Regions from separate parts of the Hordeum vulgare genome. Here all the other regions are linked to region 2. A link is a contact called in public Hi-C data. All regions are on one chromosome and are shown on one strand. Each heading gives the region's core, a stretch centred on a gene start, on an enhancer-like site or on the middle of the called end of the contact. The rest is flanking DNA. Distances are from core to core; before and after follow the strand shown.

Region 1 (3,319 bases), core at 52-2,551, 250 kb after region 2:
CTGGACCAGAAGACAAACAACAGACTTGGAGTAGGGGGCAAGGAAGTTGTCGGGAGGCCACAAGCCTGCAGGGCGTGCCCTGGGGGTGGCCGCGCCCCGTGTCTTGTGGGCCCCCTACAGGTCTCCTAACCATAATTCTTGGCTTATAAATTCTCAAATATTCCAAAAACATCAAAAAGAGCCACGAGGATACTTTTACGCCGCCGGGAGCCTCTGTTCCCGAGAGATCCAATCTGGAAGCCTTTTTCGGTAATCTGCCGAAGAGGGAATTGATCACGGAGGGCATCTACATCAACTCCATTGCCCCTCCGATGATGTGTGAGTAGTTTCATCACAGACCTACGGGTCCATAGCTAGTAGCTAGATGACTTCTTCTCTCTCTTTGATCTTCAATACCATGTTCAGCGAGCGAATCAAACGGCAAAACGCCAAACTCGTACGTGGGCCGGCCCAACCAGAGCCAATCCTTAGCGAAAGCACACCGTTTTGACGCTAACGCGTGTCAAATAGGGTATGCCCTAGGTATGCGCAACTAGCAAGACATGGCGCAAATTCGCCGTTTCACACCGGAGACAAGTACATCTAATTAGTGGTTGGCCATTTAAGCCACGTAGCTACTACTTCTACAAGATTCTGGTTTAGAAACTTTCTAGAAGAATCCTTATTTTTTTTTATTTTGCTTTACCAGTTTATTTATATTTATATATTTCAACATTTTTTTCCTATTTTCTTTTTTTTCAAAAATTAAAAAATGCACATACATTTTGAAAATTGTTTGTGGTTCAAAAATTGTTCAACATATTGCAATTTCAAAAAAGGTTCAAGTTTCCAAAAAAATCACAATTCAAAAATATTTTCATTTAAGAAAATTCAAATTAGGTTTTCAGAATAATGGAAAACCATATTTACAAAAATGTTCACAGTTTAAAATAGTTTGCATTTTAGTAAAAAAATATACATTTAAAAAAAGTAAATAAATGTTTATATTTCCTAAAAAATACTTAATTTCAAAGAAATGTTTATGTTTCCTCTGTATGTTAGGAATTTAAACCTTCCAGTTTAAAAAATTATGCAGAATTTGAAAATACACTCAATTTTTTAAATGTTTGATTTTAGAATAATATATTTAAAAATAATATTCACTTATAAAAATGAATTATTCTTGTTTGCCGAAGAAAAAGATACAATACCGGCTCACTAAAGTAACGTGTTCTATTGAACTGGCTCCCTGCAGTAGGGGCAACTTCACTACATGGACCTGCCCAACCGGGGCTACCATGTGTGTAATGGCGCCAATTTAACACAAAGAGCGTGTGATAGGAGCTCCCATGCAAAGCAAATGGACACCTGCTCCCAGCAACGGCGTTGAAGGCAACTCGGCCAACAGACACAGTTTGATCTGTCTTGTGTCTGTTTGAGTCGATCGAAGGGGCGGTGTCCGGAAGAAATTGCACTGTACCTCATCGTGCAGATCCGCATCTACTCGTTGCAATCCTAATATTAGTCTCGCACTGTTTAATATAAAGAGTAAATCGTTTTGTTTCGAGAATACATAGCAATACAAATAGAAAGGGGTCCACACCTACAACTTTTTGTTGTTGTTGAGAGAGTAAGAAGAGAAGTATTGCATGCACAGAGATGCTCTCTCCAACTAAAACTTACATTTATTTTGCTTATATCATTTTAACAAAAAATCATTTGTGAAACAATTTACATATTTGAATTCATGGTTGATAGACCTTTAAAACAAGACCAGTTTTGAATATATTTTGAACGAGTTTAAAATATTAATTTAACACATCTCACATATGTCATGGTAATATATTTCACTCATAATAACATATTTCACTCATTTTAAAACAAATTTCACATATTTCAAAATATATTTCACTCATTTCATATAACATTTTTCATATAAAATATTTCATTAATTTCAAAAACAAAAATCATAATCACATACTCCACTCATTCAAAAAATATTTTCTAATAGCTCATTCATTTTAAATCAGATTCCACACTCTAAAACAGATTTCAGTTATTTTATATAACATATGTTACTCAAACATATTGCACTCATTTCAAAAGAGATTTCATAAATAACTTGTCTCACGCATTTTTAATCATATTTCATGATAACATATTTCACTTACTATGTCTTTCTTCATAATAACATATTCTAGAACCCACATTTCACATTTCACTATCTTGTCTGACAAAAAGAACATCCTTTTCAAATACATATTCACTATTTTAAAATAAATTGTTACACATTTACAAGTCACCAACTTCACAAGTCACACTTTACTAGTGAAATGGGTTTATTTCACATATGAAATGTGAAACCTTAAATTTGTTTGTGTTTGAAAACTATCCAAGATTGATCTAGCTTTGAAGGTCTTCGCACCATGAGTTTAAATATATAAATTATTTCACAAACAAAATTATATTTTAAAAGTTATGAGTGACTTAAATTTTCTAAGATTAAAAAGTCTCAATTTTTTAGGAGAGAGAGAAACAACAGTGTTGTGGCAAGCGCACTACACTGAAAAAAGTACTACGGGACTCATCAAACTCAGAGACTAAACAACAATAGTAGCAATTAAGATACCAATACACAGAATATACATATATGTGGACCATACCTAGTATGAATCACATAGAAAAACTAGTGGTCTGAGATATATACCGTTACCGCACAAAAAGAGTTTGCGCGGCGTCCTGTCTCGTTTGCGGATTTCATGGCAGTGCACCCAACCATGTGGCCCATTTGGTCTGCCAAGCTAGTTTTTGCCCAAGTTTTTGACATTGTATAAATACAAATAAAACGTCATATAGTTTCACAACACAATATATAATGTACAACCAAATAAAGATCTTACAATTTACAAGCAAATTAAAATATCATAGCTTACAACCAAATGAATTTAAGATTGGCACAAATACAAATAAAAAGATCTGATACATCTATTGGTTGATGAGTTCACATGCTCAACCAAATCATTTTGAAGTTGAATGTGACCCATCACGGATTTCATGATAAAGTTGGGTGAACTCTCCAATCAATGTTGGTCCCTGCTGAGTCTTGAGAAATCAAACTCATGTATTGTCCCTACCAAAAAACAGTCTTAAGAAATTAAACCCTTGTATTGTCCTTGCAAAAAAAATGGACAATTATTTCTCTTTCAGTGGGTACAATCTATACTATCGAGCATCCCCGAAAAAGCCTTTGGATTCATTGATCACCAATAATCGGGTTTTATGTGTTGCAGTTGGTTCACCCAAATACTCGGAGCCAAACACTACAACCACAAACTTTTAG
Region 2 (3,388 bases), core at 93-2,592:
CAACCATCGTCAATGAAGATAAACATAGATCAGAAGTATCCGACCTGAAAGATACACTTACATAGACGAACGAAGACTGAAACCCAGTGGATTCATCAAAGACAACCCCTGACCGAATCCTAACTGAATCATGCGAGACCCATCGAAGACACATCGATTTAGGCGTACCGTACATATACATGCTTGCTGTTTACTGATTTAGCCATACTATATGATGTAATTCTTCAAAAGTCACTGTTCTGCGTTTCGTATGGGAACGTAGGAACATGATTGTTGTTGAGATAATCGGACATGACAGTCATAATCCAACTAGGAGTATTATTCATAGAGGGAATACGTATTTCCACCTCATCATACACCGGCTCCCTTTACAAAACCGGAAAACATGTAGCGGTCGGACGTACAACATATTATGCGTTTATTCGTTATTAACACATATGTCTACATACATTCGTATCTAAATAAACGGAAGAGAAATAATACGCGTATGTATTGAAGGAGTACTACCGTATAATCTGCGGGGTGCGTGCGAACAGCAGAACGGTTTATGTATCAGTATCTCTCTCACACACACAAGTCGATCGAAACAACATCGCACGGGCATTCTGGCATCACGACCGTGTTCCGCACGCCGTAGAGTCGCGTACCCAATTTATATCCTGCATGCACAACACAAAAACGCCCGGGTTAATAAAAACGAAGGTCTCGGAAACTCTACATGCCTCGCCGGTTTTGTTGTCACGTACGCGTTGCAGTTGACGTTGGGATCGATCCTGAAGGGCAGGCTGACGCCGCACCTGCCGGGCAGCCCCGCGGCGCGGCCGAGGGCCGGCCCGCCCGCCGCGGCGGCCGCGAGGGTCTTGAGGCAGGCGCAGGCGGCGCGGATGTCGGCCTTGGTGCGCGCCTCGGACTTGAGCGTCCTGATCCCAGAGCAGCACGCCTGCGGCACCGCCCCGCCGTTCTGCGCGTACCCGGCGCACGGCGTCAGCCTGCTGTACACCGTGGAGCACGACAGCGCCGCGCTCGCGCCCCGCGCCGCCACCAGCAGAGCCGCTACGAGGAGCAGCGCCGGCGCGGCCGCGCGGGCGCCCCTGTTCACAGCAAGAGCAGGAGCCATCGACGCCAACTGCCTGTAGCAAAGATTGACAAGCAGTAGTATGTGATCTTCAGGTGAACTGCGGTCTCGGGCAGGCGTGGCTCAGGGTGGACTGGTAGAGCGCGTGTATATGTGGGGAGAGGCGACGACTGGCGAGGTAGGGCGGTCGTTGGAGCAATGGCCGAGAGGTGCGTGCCGGGAACCCGCGGGTGTGTGACGGTTGTGTTTCGAAACGCGACATGCATGCATTGTCATGTGACATGTGTGTGGACAGCAGTTGGAGCTTTCCGAATGTCCCGTGCAAGAAGTGAAGGCGAGAAGGCGACAATGCCATGAACGCTCGGTCTGAACGCAACGGATGCGCGGTGCGTGGACTGCGAGCCGTAGACCAGCAGGAGACTTGGGGGTCAAGGCAGGCTGGATGATGCGTTGGTTTGCTGCCAGACAGTCCTAACTCCTAAGTCCTGGAGAGAGTTAGGCACGCGGGCGGTCTTCTCTTAGTCCAATTTCTTTTTGTAAAGGTTTAACTTTCTGTGAATTGGCTGCTGGAGAAGCACTGGACTAAGTTGACTCGTCAACTCGGCACCGGAGGAGACTCGCGAAAGATGGAAACAATACGTTTTTTATACATGCTATATAATACGTAACATCGGACCGTAGAGTGTTATGTAAAAGGAGACTAAAGTGTTACGTGTTCGCATGTACTGAAACTGTATTGTAGTGTTTCTCGATTAGCGGGACTAAATCATAGTGCGCCAGAAACTTGGACGACGAAACGTATAAATTTTCTCCAATTTGCACATCCATCTTTTGTGTGTAAATCATTAATTAAAAAGTATTATTTTTAAAGACCACCATGTTGCGACAAGTGGCGCATTGAATGTCTATCACTTGTCGCAACCTAAGAGTTTTATCTTTTTTCATAGATCCGTTATTTTTAAAACATTTTATCTTTTAAGATGTGCGTTCAAATCTCGAACCATTTTCATCATTGGAATCCCTCATCTTTATAACTAGATGCTAAAAAAAATTGTTATCAAAGGAACTGACGGAAAAAACATGCCTCTCACAATAGAGAAAAAAAAATATAAAAAACGTGATTTCTATTTTTGACAGGCATGACCGTGCCTCTCGCGAAAACAAATCCATGCCTCTCACGGAAGCAAAACTGTCTCTCACAAGGTTTTAAATTGCCGGCTATTAACAGCTATAGCATATTGTTGTTTCTGCAGTGTTCATCTATTTTGCTTTCCTTCACAATCTTGCCGCTATAGCCCGCTATAGCCTCAAATAGCCCAGCTATAGTCCCAAATAGCTCAATGAAAAAGCCAGGCGCTAAATCCAATAGCCGGCAATTTAAAACCTTGGTCTCTCATGAAAAAAACAAACTTTTTTTTCGTTTTTGAGAGGCACGACTATGCCTCTCGTAAAAGCAAATCCATGCCTCTTGTGGAAGCAAAAACCATGCCTCTCGCGAAAGGAAAAAAATATAAAATGCATTTTTTCCGAGGATGCCTCTCCTGAAAGCAAATTTATGCCTTTCGCGAAAACAAAACCGTGCCTCTAAAAGAACACATTTTTCATTTTTAAAAGGCACGATCATGCCTCTCGCGAAAGTAAATATGCACATCTTGCGAACGCAAAATTGTGTCTCTCCCGAAAAAACAAAAAAACATATATTTTTCGTTTTCGAGAGGACGTGGCTCTCATAAAAGCAAATCCATGTCTTTCTTAGAAAAAAACCATGCTTTTTGAAAAAGGAAAAAAATGCATTTTCTTGGGTAATTTATTTTCATCCAAAAGCTAAGAAAAACGATGGAAAACCGAAACATCGAAAAAACCGGGAAAAACATCCAAAAGGTTGAAAACGCGTGCAAAAAAATAAAAATAAAAACAAAATTGAGAGGTAACACGCATAACATGGCAACGATTGAAAACGCGTCAAAGGGCCACGTCAGGAAATGGTCGTTGGGGGCTTCCGAAAGAGTGATTGCCGACTAGTTGCTCTTCATTTGTATGTTTCTTAGAAAACTTCAAATGGGCTTTCATCGGATCACATTGGGCCGCCTGATCCTACGTACACACTATTTGGCGCCTTAAGGCCAGTTAGCATGCATTTTTGCTAACCAGTGCACACCCCATCAACTGCGCTGGTATCTAAATGGCCGAACCACGTACGGTTGTTCCTGGTTTCTTACGTTTTTTCTTCTTTATTTTTTCGTCTTTATCAAACTCGTGAACTTTCCCAATTCCGTGATATTTTCTATTTGGGGAAATCTTTCATGTTTTTTG
Region 3 (3,290 bases), core at 535-3,034, 160 kb after region 2:
TATTTGATGTCAGCTTATGGTTCTCTCCCGCGTCCCCAATGGTAGCTGCTACATTGCGTTACCTCTGATCGAGAAGTATACTACCTGATACATCTTGCGTACCAAGTGGAATTCGATCTGGATAAGATGAAAGCATCTGGTGGACCTGCATTACTGCACCAGCCCGGAGGCGGGTGGAGGAGCGAGCACCACAACTGACTGGTCGGAGCGTGACGGGTCCAAGAGGGATGCCAACCAACGGGGTGGCTGGTCAGTGACGGACGGGGGAGTAGCCGGCCGGAAGGCCCGGGCGGCCATGTGCAACTAACATGGCGTGGGGCCTGACTCCGGCGGCAAGGCGCTGGCCTCGGGAACCGTTGCTTTCTGAAACTGATGGCCGTGCAGAGCAGGTGACACCGGCGACGCGCGGCGGTGCCATGTTAGCCTTTGCAGGCGAGGCGAGTAGGCGACGATGCAAGGGTCAGCACAGAAAATTTCCAAGAATCGTTTCGCCCATGGATGAAAAATTAGAAAACACGAGAGGCTCCGCCATGCATGCATGCATGAGCAGGGTAGCATGCAAAGGCCTGTCTGAAAGCTGTTGTTGGATTTACGTGCACTGTTCAGGCCTCGCTCTCGCCCATGCAGGGCCGAGCCATGTTACGTGTCCGTCCCGTTCACGTGAGCGACTGAGCATGTGAGTAGTCACCAACTCACCATGTGCGCTCCAGGCCCAGGAGCCCACCGGAAAGTCTTGCCTGTTCAAACCTTAATTGAGCATCAACCTTAAAGCGTGCGCTAATCATTGCAGCCGGTAGTGTGCTGGTAACTTGCTAATCGCTGGACCATGCGTGCGTGCGTGCGTGCATGGATGCATGATTCCCTTCGTGTGGGTGGCACGTACTACGTTGGTTCATTCGCTTACATATCCGTCATGCATTGGGAGCAGCTTCATGTGCTGATGCGCGTTGCGCCCCGACAAATCCACGCTTTCCTTTTTGTATCCGATGGTCCAGCGTACTCTCCGGCAGGACCAAGTAAGTAACCCAAGATTAGCAGTACGCTTGGAAGAGTGTAAACCAGGTTTGGCTGGCCGACCCTGAGCCCAGCTATCATATCAGTAAACCTTCACTCACTCCAATGTGCAAATGTAGGAGTAGTAAGAAAGGATGTAACTGAAATCGCCTAATTACTCCTTGTCAGCTTCCCACTGCAACAACCCGTTCACCGAACGGGCCAACACATGCAGCGTTCCTGGACCATGCATGCAGTCAAGTTGGGCAAGGTCGGCATGCACTTGCGCCGTTACACGCCGATCATGAGTGAGTATCTAGTAGCAGACACACCCCATGCCGCGCGGCCGAGCACCATGACTCGGAACATGACCGGATTCCCCTCCCTTGCCTCCCTCCGGCGGTCCGGCCCTGGCACACACGGCCATGCATGCCATGCATGGTGATGGTGGACACATCTGCTCGACCGCCTTGCCGCCCATGAGTTCCACGGAGTTAAGGCACGCTCTGCATGCATGCTCTGCATCCATGGCCTCTTTCACGGCCGAGTCCTGGTCCTAGCTAGGCTCAGCTCAGCAGCCGGTGAGAGGCATGTGGAGGGTAGGGCGCCCCCGGACCCCACGGCGACTCGCACCACAAGTCACACACGCGCTCGGCCGGGCAAGCGGTTGGTGCCCGTTACGTACGCCGCGCCCGATGCCGAGGACACTCGCATGTGCGCCTGATTTGTATGTATTAACTGCCGCGCGCCTCCGTGGCCGTGGTCACCCCGCACGTCAGAGCCGGCCTTCAATCTACTCCTCATTTCCTTCTTCTCCTTCTCCTTCTTCTCTTTCTCACTCACCAAATCTAGAAGAAGTGTTGATAACCTGCACGGCCCCGATCGAGCTTGCAATTGCAACCCAACCGCCACCGGCACTGAGCTTTACTTTGGCTATAAATACCCCGGCTGGGAGGAAGTAGCTCCTCACTGCCAACCAGCCATTTCGAGTCTAGCTAGCTAGCTTTAGACACCATATCCCTCGAAAGCTAAGCTAGCTTGCTGAGGATACAAGGAAGCTCCCTCCCTCCCTCCCAGCAATGGCCGCTGCCGGCGCTCTCTTCTTCGTCTTCTCCTCCTTGTGCCTCCTCGCACGACAGGCCGCGGCCGGCGGCTACGGCGGGTGGCAGAGCGCCCATGCCACCTTCTACGGCGGCGGCGACGCCTCCGGCACGATGGGTGAGTCCCCGGCAGCCAGCTGCAGCTGCTAGCTGAACTCAATGTGTCAACGCCTGTCACACACACAGACGCTCACGCTGTTCGTTGGGTTTTTGCATGCAGGCGGGGCGTGCGGGTACGGTAACCTGTACAGCACTGGGTACGGCACGAACACGGCGGCGCTGAGCACGGCGCTGTTCAACGACGGCGCGGCGTGCGGGTCGTGCTACGAGCTGCGCTGCGACAACGCCGGCAGCTCGTGCCGGCCGGGGTCCATCATGGTGACCGCCACCAACTTCTGCCCGCCCAACTACGGCCTCCCCAGCGACGACGGCGGCTGGTGCAACCCGCCGCGCCCCCACTTCGACATGGCCGAGCCGGCCTTCCTCCACATCGCGCAGTACCGCGCCGGCATCGTACCCGTCTCCTACAGAAGGTGAGAACAGAGCTTTTATTTTTTTTTACCGTACCCGTGTTATCGTGCACTCCAAACCGATGGATTGATTGACCGGGCACGAGCGGCGTCGGTCGGCTTGAAGAATGAAGATACGCCGGGGACCGCGGTCGGTTCGGTCCATAAGTTTCGATGGGGCCACGCTGCAGATTTGATACGGTGCACACCGATAGGCACGGCTACCACTCCACTGGAGCACTGCCGCCTACAGTGCAGCGCATGTGCTGTGCCGTGCCTTTTAATGTCGCAACTTCACTCTCACCGTGTGCATGTTACCTCTTCTCACTGACGCGTCGCGTGTTGAATTGATCGAGCAGGGTGCCGTGCGTGAAGAAGGGGGGCATCCGGTTCACCATCAACGGCCACTCCTACTTCAACCTGGTGCTGGTGACCAACGTGGCCGGCGCCGGCGACGCGCGCTCCGTGTCCATCAAGGGCACGCGCACCGGCTGGCAGGCCATGTCCCGCAACTGGGGCATGAACTGGCAGAGCAACACCTTCCTGGACGGCCAGTGCCTCTCCTTCAGGGTCACCTCCAGCGACGGCCGCACCGTCACCAGCAACGCCGCCGCGCCCGCCGGCTGGCAGTTCGGCCAGACCTTCGAGGGCGCCCAGTTCTAGTCCACTCCATCTCCATCTCCATCTT

The links. A called contact is a pair of places that touch in the nucleus more often than the background predicts.
Region 1: a contact with region 2 is called in a Hi-C map of leaf, with 3 times the contacts expected there. The contact joins the enhancer-like site here to the promoter of LOC123414009 in region 2. A contact is called at or near these places in 5 of 6 Hi-C or Micro-C datasets (leaf, seedling and an unstated tissue).
Region 3: a contact with region 2 is called in a Hi-C map of seedling, with 2.7 times the contacts expected there. The contact joins the promoter of LOC123444697 here to the promoter of LOC123414009 in region 2. A contact is called at or near these places in 2 of 6 Hi-C or Micro-C datasets (leaf and seedling).

The regions. Positions count from the first base shown.
Region 1 is chr1H:453,901,285-453,904,603 of MorexV3_pseudomolecules_assembly, forward strand. No RefSeq gene overlaps it. Among protein-coding and RNA genes, the nearest start is that of LOC123444706, 13 kb to the right of the region's middle. Within about 2 kb of position 1,302, at least 2 of the 3 cell types and tissues checked have open chromatin away from gene starts, as enhancers often do. A contact at or near this core is called in leaf, where this site is marked.
Region 2 is chr1H:453,653,793-453,657,180 of MorexV3_pseudomolecules_assembly, forward strand. LOC123414009 (non-specific lipid-transfer protein 1-like) reads right to left here and starts at 1,343. Exons shown (of 1, transcript XM_045106631.1): 1 at 302-1,343. The coding sequence starts at 1,117. The coding sequence ends at 653.
Region 3 is chr1H:453,811,677-453,814,966 of MorexV3_pseudomolecules_assembly, forward strand. LOC123444697 (expansin-A4) reads left to right here and starts at 1,785. Exons shown (of 3, transcript XM_045121509.1): 1 at 1,785-2,211; 2 at 2,314-2,626; 3 at 2,962-3,290. The coding sequence starts at 2,073. The coding sequence ends at 3,265.